Regions from separate parts of the Zea mays genome. Here regions 2 and 3 are each linked to region 1. The links are chromatin contacts, called in public Hi-C maps. All regions are on one chromosome and are shown on one strand. Each heading gives the region's core, a stretch centred on a gene start, on an enhancer-like site or on the middle of the called end of the contact. The rest is flanking DNA. Distances are from core to core; before and after follow the strand shown.

The links. Hi-C and Micro-C count contacts between places; a contact is called where the count stands out from the background.
Region 2: a contact with region 1 is called in a Hi-C map of ear, with 4 times the contacts expected there. The contact joins two enhancer-like sites. A contact is called at or near these places in 2 of 25 Hi-C or Micro-C datasets (ear and tassel).
Region 3: a contact with region 1 is called in a Hi-C map of ear, with 1.7 times the contacts expected there. The contact joins the promoter of LOC100303795 here to the enhancer-like site in region 1. A contact is called at or near these places in 2 of 25 Hi-C or Micro-C datasets (ear and tassel).

Annotation. Positions count from the first base shown.
Region 1 is chr8:34,810,214-34,813,559 of Zm-B73-REFERENCE-NAM-5.0, reverse strand. It overlaps LOC100272416 (phospholipase D family protein), which reads right to left. Exons shown (of 20, transcript NM_001350737.1): 20 at 3,269-3,346. Among protein-coding and RNA genes, the nearest start is that of LOC100272416, 28 kb to the right of the region's middle. Within about 2 kb of position 1,714, at least 17 of the 20 cell types and tissues checked have an H3K27ac peak or open chromatin away from gene starts, as enhancers often do. A contact at or near this core is called in ear and tassel, where this site is marked.
Region 2 is chr8:35,381,957-35,385,302 of Zm-B73-REFERENCE-NAM-5.0, reverse strand. No RefSeq gene overlaps it. Among protein-coding and RNA genes, the nearest start is that of LOC103635061, 32 kb to the left of the region's middle. Within about 2 kb of position 1,707, at least 12 of the 20 cell types and tissues checked have an H3K27ac peak or open chromatin away from gene starts, as enhancers often do. A contact at or near this core is called in ear, where this site is marked.
Region 3 is chr8:35,337,409-35,340,754 of Zm-B73-REFERENCE-NAM-5.0, reverse strand. LOC100303795 (anther-specific protein SF18) reads right to left here and starts at 1,630. Exons shown (of 1, transcript NM_001165429.1): 1 at 864-1,630. The coding sequence starts at 1,610. The coding sequence ends at 1,059.

The sequences.
Region 1 (3,346 bases), core at 465-2,964:
CACCAAAGTGCAATACCTCCAAAGTGAATTAATCATTAACATTTTCATGAAATTGGATGGGAATGGTATTGGCTCTCAAACATTTAAAGAGAAGAAATATAAACAATAAAACAAACCAAAGAAAATGCCTAAGACAACGGAATACTTTAAATGTGGAAAAGAGAGACTTTGCTCATAATTACAATTGTGCATGACAAGCTTATACTCACCGAATGTGTTCGGTGTCGCACCGAAACAAGATACTAGTACAATAACAGCTAGTTTAAAAAATTAGACGTTAGAAAAGCACTAGACATGTCTGGTGCAGAGATTTGGTATGCACTAGACATGTTTGGTGCCCCTTGACTTTGCTGAGTTGGCTTGTAGCGGCTAGTTTCTTTGCTTGGGGCTAATATACCCTCCCCCCCCCAACTCGGCCAAATGAGGTCTCTTCTATTTCAACTGGTGAAAGAAACTTGAGAGTGGGGAAGAGTCTTTCCCTAGTTAGGGACTTGAGAGTTACTAATCACATGAATAGTGGCCATATTAGTTTATTTGCAGAAGACTTGGTGTCGATTAGGAGTTCAATTATCACTCGGAGAGCTTGTGAGTAATACAACTCAAGCTTATACATGTTTGTGAGCAGTTCACCATGTCTGAGCAAAAAACATCTCATAGAGAGCATTTTGTCCTCGCACAAACCAACCCTTGCGTGGGGAGCGATACTCTTGCGTGGGTGCTCCAACAAGAACTAGTGAAATATATTGACCCTCCGATAACTCGAAAAAACATCGAGCTTCTAATCCCTTCTTTTACTTTACATATACGCATTTGATCAATTCTTTTGAAGCATTTTATATTACTAGAATTGCCATGCTAGTCTAAGACTCGAACTCTTTAAGGAGTGAATTTGTGTGCTTGAGTACAAGTTTTTTAAATTGGGAAAGTTCAATTCATCTAATTTATCTCTCCTTTTGGTATATTTTTTTAAGATATAGAAAGTTTCAAAGTCTGTAATATTATACCTATTACTTGTTTTTGATATTTGATGAGAAAAAACATTGTAGCAAAAGAACATGTAAAAGATTAGGGCTAGCCGACAGCAACAAAAAAGTTTGTGCCGTACAGTCTGCAAATGGAAACTGCGCAAAAAATATAGCTCCACCTACTATCATTAATTCTAATATAAAATAAATAATTTCCTGCGAAAAGCTTTGTTGAGAGTTGACTTGGCTACGCAGCCAATAAACAAAACAAAAAATTCTTTAGAAATTAAAATTTTGTTAGTTATACCTATCGAAGCTATTAGCAGCTAATAAAAAACAAATTAGCTACTTTAACCCAGATAAAACCAGCTAACTTATCTGCTGACTAACAACTCAGATAACTAATTTTATGACTACCAATTAGCTCTATTAATAGTACGTGTCCAGGCTAAATTTTAAGTACGTACTTTTCGCCAAGGCTTTAACTTATCTTAATCGTGCATACAAAATATAAAATAAATAAATTCCTTCGAATATCTTTATTGAGAGTTGGCTTAGTTACGCAGCTAATAAATAAAATAATTGCCGTCTATAGAAAAAAATATCCATGTTCAGCTGTGGTGTAGGCCCCGTTTCCCAGAGGGTAGCAGGGCCTTCCAAAAATTGGCGCGCGAGCCCACCCTAAAGTAGGGGCAGGACATCGCTCGCACCTTTGGCAACGTGTTCAGTCGGGTGTCGGCACGGCACGTCAGTCTCTATACGATCATCAACGGGCCGCCTTTCACCCCTGACAGGGTCAGGTAAGAGTTCCGCATCCCTCACGCGTCGTTCTTATAGCGCCCAGGCAACACTCACGTCGCTTCAGCTCGCGTTGTGGTACTAAAAAATTCCAACGCGCAGACGCCTCTCCGACCGACGCTTCAGCTCTTCCGTTTGCTGGCTGCGTAGCCCGAGTGAAACGAGCCGAGCGGTCTTTGTTCGGCCCAACAGCGCACAACCTAACTGAAGTCGTCCTATTCCTGCTTCCGCAAAGGCCTGCGGTTGTTTTAAAATAAAAAAATACCGCTATTTGCTTTCTACTTTGTATTTTTTTTCTAAAAAAAATTAGTCAAAGTTAATGAATTTGGTTTCTATAGATTAATTTTTAGTCCCTTCATTTTATTCTATTTTAGTCCCTAAAATGACTAAGACTCTATTTGGTTTAAGAGACTAAAGATTAGTCACTCCATTTTAGTCTCATTTAGGGCCTGTTTGGTTCGTGGCTAATTGTGCCACACTTTGCCTAAGGTTAGTTGTTCGAGTTTAAGAACTAACCTTAGTCAGAAAAGTTAGGCAAAGTGTGGCAAATTAGTCAGGAAACCAAACATGCCCTTAGTCCCTAACTAGTCAAATAGTGAGACTAAAATAAGGACTAAAGTGCTTTAGTCTCTAGTCTCTCAAATGGTGATTAAAAGGGACTAAAATATATCAATTCCACATTTTGCCCCTCATTTATTTCAATTACGCTAATGGTGGAAGAATGTTAAGGAGCATTTTAGTCTTCTTACGAGTCATTTAATACGTTCTGAATACTTTTAGTCCATGCAACAAAATAGGGTAAGGACTAAACTTTAATCACTCGACTAAACTTTAGTTCGTGGACTAAAGAAATAAAACATATCCTAATACAGAAACTAAAATAGAGTTTTAGTTTCCGTATTTGGTGACTAAAATAGAATAAAATGGAGAAACTAAAAAATAGTCCTTAAAAACCAAACACCCCTTCGTAAAAATCTCATGTGTAAAGGTCTGTTTTGTTCGATGGACTAAAGATTAGTCCTTCCATTTTAGTCACATTTAGTTCCTAAATTATCAAATGGTGGAACTAAACTATATTAGTCTCTAGTCTCTCAAGGGGTAACTAAACCATATAAATTTCACTTTTTGTTCCTTCTTTATTTCAGTTGCATTAATGGTGGGAGAATACTAAGGGATAATTTAGTCTTCTTATAATTCATTTAATATGTTTTGAATAGTTTAGTCTCTAAAACCAAAAAAGATAGAGACTAAACTTTAGTCTCTGAACTAAAGGAACAAACGGAGGCTAAATTATGATTTGGATCAGATGAAGTACACTCCAGTGACCTTAGTTGATTGATAACCTATTTAAGACAAAACTCAACCTATAATTTAGAACGAATGAAATTCCAATAATTCGTCTCAGCATGTACATTTAATTGCCTATAAAACAATGATTACATTAGATAAAACAATATACCAAATGTGCCCTCACTGCCTCACAGAAACTTCCAAAGTACCACATCCACAATAATGATCAGATAACAAATTTCAACAGAATCTGCCAATGCTCAATGTACAAGACTACAAGGCATCAAATTCAG
Region 2 (3,346 bases), core at 458-2,957, 570 kb before region 1:
TTTCCTTGTTATTCCATAGGTCTGACCATAGTTGCACTGAGCGCCCATCTACAATAGTAACTCTGGCGACTTTTTTGAATGTCTCTAGCGTCTTTAGTATGTCCCTCCACCAAAACGATCCAATTTTCCTACTCGAGGGGACCCTTCCATCTTTATAATGATTATTCCAAACCATGTGTACCCAGGGCAGTTTATGTCTATTTAGAAGAATTTTATGAAGAGATTTCATCAGTAGGGCCTCATTGTGCTAGTGAGGTTAAGGACTCCCAGCCCACATTGAGTTCTAGGTTTACACGCTAATTGCTAGGCTGCTTGCGGTGGCCTTTTTGCGTTGATGTCTGATCCCCTCCAAAGGCAATGTTTTATGTACTTGTCAATGTGCTTGATCACTGATTGGGGTAGTTTTAGCATGCAGAGAAAGTATGTTGAGAGAGCCGAGAATACCACATTAACCATCTGTAGTCTACCTGCTTGTGATAGAAGTGTGGATGTTGTAGATAAACTTTCTCAATCTTCTGAATCAAGGAAAAAAAGGAATCCAACTTTGGTCTGGTTGTCCCGATCGGTATCCCTAAATATGTGAAAGGGAAATTCCCAATACTGCAATTGAAAGTCTTTGCAAGGATGTTCATCTTGTCGTCAGACACATTGATGGGGTAGATATTGGACTTATGATAATTGACATGAAGGCCTGTTGAATCAGCAAAGAAGTTGAGAACTGCCTTGAGGAAGAACAGTTGCTTAGGACAAACTTCCATGACTAGAATTGTGTCATCTGCATATTGTATGACGGGGAAATTCTGATCACCCATATGGGTCAGAGGTAGTTTGAGAAGTCCAAGATTTTTGGCTTTATTGACGATAGCATGTAGGAGGTCCGCAGCTAGGACAAACAACAGCGGAGAAAGGGGGTCGCCTTGTCTGACCCCCTTCTACAATGGAAACTTTTCTTGGGGACTCCATTTAGCAGCACTGAGGATGTCCCTGAGTTCATAATCATTTCCGTCCACATTAGCCATCTGGGCCCAAACCCTTTATGTTTCCAGATGTCGATAATAACATTGTGTTCCAATTTGTCAAATGTCTTTTCGAAGTCAAGCTTTAGGATAACCGGCTCTTTCTTTGATTGCTTGCATAGGTGTACATATTCAAAGGACTAGGTCAGGCAGTCTTGTTTGGTGTGTTCCTTAATAAAACCATATTGGTTGTCATGAATGAGCTTGGTAATCACTCCCTGCAATCTGTTGGCTAATAGCTTTGTCATCAGTTTGACACAAGAGTTTAGAAGCGATATTGGGCGGTATTCATTAACTGTGATGGGGGAGGAGTTCTTTGGTACCAGGATTATATGTGATCCAATAGGTGCCCTCATGAAAACCATTACAAAGCTCATAGAAGTCTAGGGAGATAGTAGACCAACATTTTTTTATATGTGATCCATTTATTATTTTTGTAATGTTAGAAATTAGACCTGTGCGTTAGGATAGGATTGGTGTAGCCCATAGCTGCAATTGTATAGATGTTTTAGGATGCTGAACAGAAATGCGTCGTTTGTAAGATAAAACTATATATTCTACCTTAATTAATAACAATGACCTAAACCTTTTGTGTATTTAAGGAAAAAAACAGTGAGTTCGCTGGCCCTGTACAACAACCTTGGAGGTGATACCTGGGCCTATGGAAAGCTGTCGGTGGCCTGCTGCATTGACCCAAACAAATGGTCTTCATAGGCTGATATGATCGAGCTGCTGCTGTGTGAGTTGGGCCGTGTGAGTCATCTTCCTCCTTTTTGGTCCGAATGAACGCTGGCGTTTCACTTTCGTAGAGATTATTGGCGAGATCATTCGTGACTTGTGAGCGTTCATGTCCTAGCAGTGAGTGTGTAGCAGGTCTGCACCCAAGCTGAACACAAAAGGCAGGGACGAAGAGGGGCTGGGCTGCAGTCTGCACTCACCACTCCACTGAATCTCTCTATAGTCTATACCAGTGACACAGTAGTGTACTGGTGAGGGGTTGTCACGTGCCCAATCAAAGCATGGTGGTTTATGGATCATTAGTTAAGCCAGTGGCGAAGCTCTATAAAATTAACACTCCGGACCACTCTATAAAATTTAAAGGTTAATTTAAACAACCCCTAATATATTGTGTGGCTAAATATATCGCTAAAACAAAATATACCATAAACATAGACTAAGATAGTATTTACTTCAATTCAGCATCTAAAAATATAATAAACTTGATAAAAAATATAAAGGTACCTAATTAGAGACGATTTGGTCCTTCCCCGCATCTAATAACTTCATCAACATTAGCAAGTAAATTTGAACCTACAGATTGCAAGTTAAATATTTGTATAAAATGAGAGATACAACATGACAATATAACTAATGAATGCAAAAATGTATAAGTGAGCACAAAAATATACCACTTGAACTTTGTGGAGGTAGCTTTTTCATACAACTCTTCAATTCTTAAAAATGGTATAAAATATCATCACTTTGAATACTTGTGAAGATATCTCTTTCTATATAGCATACCATTTTATGATTCAACCAATCATTTCCCATCAAATTTCTCAATTCTGTTTTGATGATTTCCATAGCTGAGAAGGCTCTTTCAACCGTGGCAGTTGCAACAAGCAAAATTAAGGCTAATTCAATGAGACGATAAACCAATGCAAAAACTAGGTGTCTCTCAGTTTGCACCATCTTAATAGCCAGATTACCAAGGTCTTCACAATTTGCAAAATCAGAATTACCCCTCACATCAACAATAAATATATCGAGTTGGTCTCTAAGGATCAAGAGGTCATATTGAGAGAAGTCTGCTGAATAAATCTTAGCCAATTCTATCAGCTGAGCTTTGTCATAGTTGGCAAATGAATTTATTGGATCTAGACAAGAAATGCATCTTAATAATCGAGTAGATCTTTCAGTGAAGCGATTGTTTAATTCCACAATAACTTGATCATACATAACAATAAAGATCTCATTTTTGAAATGATGATAGTAAGTCACTAACTGACCTCCATGTCCCCTTGAGCGACCTCGGACAGTAATTGTATCATCCATCTTTGGTACAATAATGTTATGTTGGTTATAAAAGGTCTTTACCTCCTCAAACAATTCCTCCCATCCATTATCATGTACTTCACTAATATTCCGCAATGTGGCTCCAATCAATCCAACGACAAGGACAATATTCTGATTTTTTCTTTGCAAACATCGTGACAAATCATTAGTCTTGCCTAATAACCTCATCATGAGATGCAGAATAAGCACAAATTCAAAGATCTCCATTTGTTTCAACAAACATAAGTCATATATTTCTTATCCCCACTAGAGCC
Region 3 (3,346 bases), core at 381-2,880, 530 kb before region 1:
TGTCCTCTCTCTTTCTCTTTGTGGCTCCGTAGAACATGAACTTTGGCAACACCTTTTCTCCTTCCCTTTTTCTTTGCTTCACATCTTCTCTCAATACCTTTGAAAACCGCAAAGAAACCCATCGAGCTCCCGGCCACGAAACTAGCAAAGGCGCTTTCGAATATCTTTTCCTTACATGGGTATGCGCCTTTTAAAAACCAATGTGCTACCAAAGTTTTTTTTTTTTTGCGTGTGCTACAGCTGAAGGGACATCGTGCAAGCTAGGCTGGTGCATGGGCATGGCCAGCCCAAGTTGACGTGTGGTGTTCATCTAGATCTACACCTTCTAGATAACAACAGTGCGCTGCTATTATTTTGCTTCTATGGCCGCCGCTGCACTTGCATTTGCATATGCACAGCACACGGATCGGGGACGGAGATGGTGGAACGTGGACCCCTCGCAAATGTTACTTGTGTCTTTGGATGCTTGCTTTGGTCGCTCGCGCGTCTCGAGACGAGACGAGGCGAGACTCTGGCAAAGTGAGTAGCCAAGCAGATTATTATTGTGTCTTCCACTCCCATTTCCTCTCCCAGCTGGGCTGGCCTGGGTGGGACTGGCACCAGACATTTCGATCCACCAAAGACTTTTTTATAATGATTTCTTGGCCGCAGAGATCTACCAACCTCATAATCAAAACAATTATTTAAAATAGGCACAGTATCCCATGTAGAACAGAGAGAGAGGTGAGAAACAAAGCTAGAGAGCTAGGCGAACAGACTTCTTCATTCTGTGACATGAAATGGGTATGCTATAGATTATTACTAACTGCTGCCCCCCTCCTTGTACAATCTGTGCTACGAATCCGAAAGAGAAGAAGAAAGAGGACGAGGAAATGAACCGAATCGTAAAAAAAAACAACAATTACAATTTAGTACCGGTAGAATACACAGGCCACCCCCAACCACAATTGAATCGCCAGCTGGATCGATCACCGCCTTGTAGAAACTAGAAACAGCGCATGCATGCATGCAGGTGCAGCACGCATTGAATGATGGCTCGCTCTGCAGATCTGGACCCCTCACGGCGTCTGACACAGCAGCAGCAGCATGCTTGTGAGGAGGAGCACCGGCAGCAGCGAGGCGGCGGTCACGGCCCGCGCGCCGGAGTGCAACGGCGGCGGCGGGCTGTAGAAGTAGAAGGGGAAGTAGGGCAGGAACGGGTTGGGCGGCGGCGGCGCCGTCGGGTACACACCACCGCCCTGCTGCGACGCGCCACCGCCACTGCCGCCGCCTCCGCCGGTAGGCGGCGGGTAGTAGAAGCCTCCGCCACCAAGGCCGCCGCCGCCGCCGGAAGCAGCAGGAGGTGGCGGGGACGAGTAGATGACGGGGCCTCCGCCTCCGCCGGAGGGGGAAGGGTAGGACGGCGTGGTGGGCGGGCAGGGCGTGGTGACCGGCGCCGGGGGAGGGGACGGCGGCGGGTAGTAGTAGGACGGGTTGCAGGGATTGTCGCAGGACGCGCAGAGGGTGCAGGTCGTGCCGTCCTTGTGCACGATGGTGGCCGGAGCCGGGTCGGCATTGCCCAAGCCTAGGCTGGCGGCGAGGACGAGCGGGAGGAGGAGGAGTGCTGCCATGGCGGGGAGCGGGGTGGTAGGGACGGGAGTGGGAGTGAGAGCATGTGGAGTGTTGATGGAATGGGGTACTTAATTGGGAAGGGAAGGAAGTGGAAGGTGGCATCTGGCATGGTCGGCTGCCTCGATTAGTTTAGTCGCCGTCACGGACTTGCTCGCTTTCGCTTATTATGTTTCCCCGCACTTTTTGCGTCCGCTTTTTTTTTTTGGGATACCTTGCACGGTGCCACTTTCCAGCAGATCGACAATGGGGAAATTAAGGACAACCGCAAGGTTTAGATGATAATAACTGGCATTAAGATCGGTTCTTTGCGTTTTCAACGTGTGCTGTAAGATACCACTGCTAAAAATACATAATTGTAACAAACATGAATTATCATAGAATATAGTGCCGATGGGCTTGCAACATGGACAGAGGGGCTGAGTCATGTGCGGATCTAGACCATAGGCCCACGGCCCGCGGCGTGGGCGTCATATATATATATATATATATATATATATATATATATATATATATATATATATATATATATATATATATATATATATATATATATATATATATATATATATATATATATATATATATATATATATATATATATATATATATATATATATATATATATATATATATATATATATATATATATATACACTTGGCCAAGTATGTTGGGCTGGTCCGAAGCACGAAAAAAATCACAGACCAAATACAACACTGTCTCAAACATTTAGTGTCGGATTGGCACGGTCCGATATATATCAGACCGGGTTTTGGCCGAGGTCGTGGCCCATGGGTGGGTACAAGCACGGCTCGTTTAAGGCAGACACGAAACGACCCACATAGAGGCATGAAAATGCTCATATCTATACTATACTTAAAGCACCAGTTTCAACGATCGTCCCACATCATCTTTTTACAAATAAATCATCATAGCTATTTTAAATTAATCTGTTGCACGCCTATAGATGGCCAAACGGCGGTCAGGCACGGGCCAGACGCCCCGCGGGCCACAACTCTGGCCTAGGCACGTCATACCGGCTTGCTGACTGTGTCGGGCCAACCCGTTAGCCCGTCGGCCCATTTGATTAAATCAGCGTAAAATGTTAAAAACAGTGGAGGAGGTGGGGTTCGAACCCATGCCCTGATGGAAGAAGGGCGGGAGACACTGGGTAAAGCTGTCTAACTAGTAGAACATCATGCTAAGATATTTTTAATATTGAATATAAATTATATATATGTATATGCGTTTTTTAAAATAAAAAATGTATAATCGTGTTGGGCTGGACCAGCACTAGAGGCCGAGGCTACAGCCCAAACACGGCACGACGTTCTTGGCTCTTGCAAGCATTAGGTCGTTTCTGAGACCATATTGGCGCAATGGCCTCCATGGTGTTTGAGGTTGCTAAATTGGATGGAGCAACAATGATTTGTCACACTAACAGTAAAATAAAAGGTTATTTGTTGGTTTTAAACGTTGGTAATTGCTACGAAGTAGCATAATTTATATGAAACGCATCCAGTTTTTATTAATGCCTGACTTTAGCAATCACTCTATATTTTGATCTATTTTTTTATAAGTTTGAGTTCATGTGACTTATTTTAGAAACTTGAGCTCACAAACTTTCTCTTATTTGGTCTCTGTATGGTGGAATTATGTCATTTTATAATATATGTTCGTTCAGTCAGTCGTTGTGAACTCTCTTCTAATCACTCACTTCATTGGTTGTGTTGTACC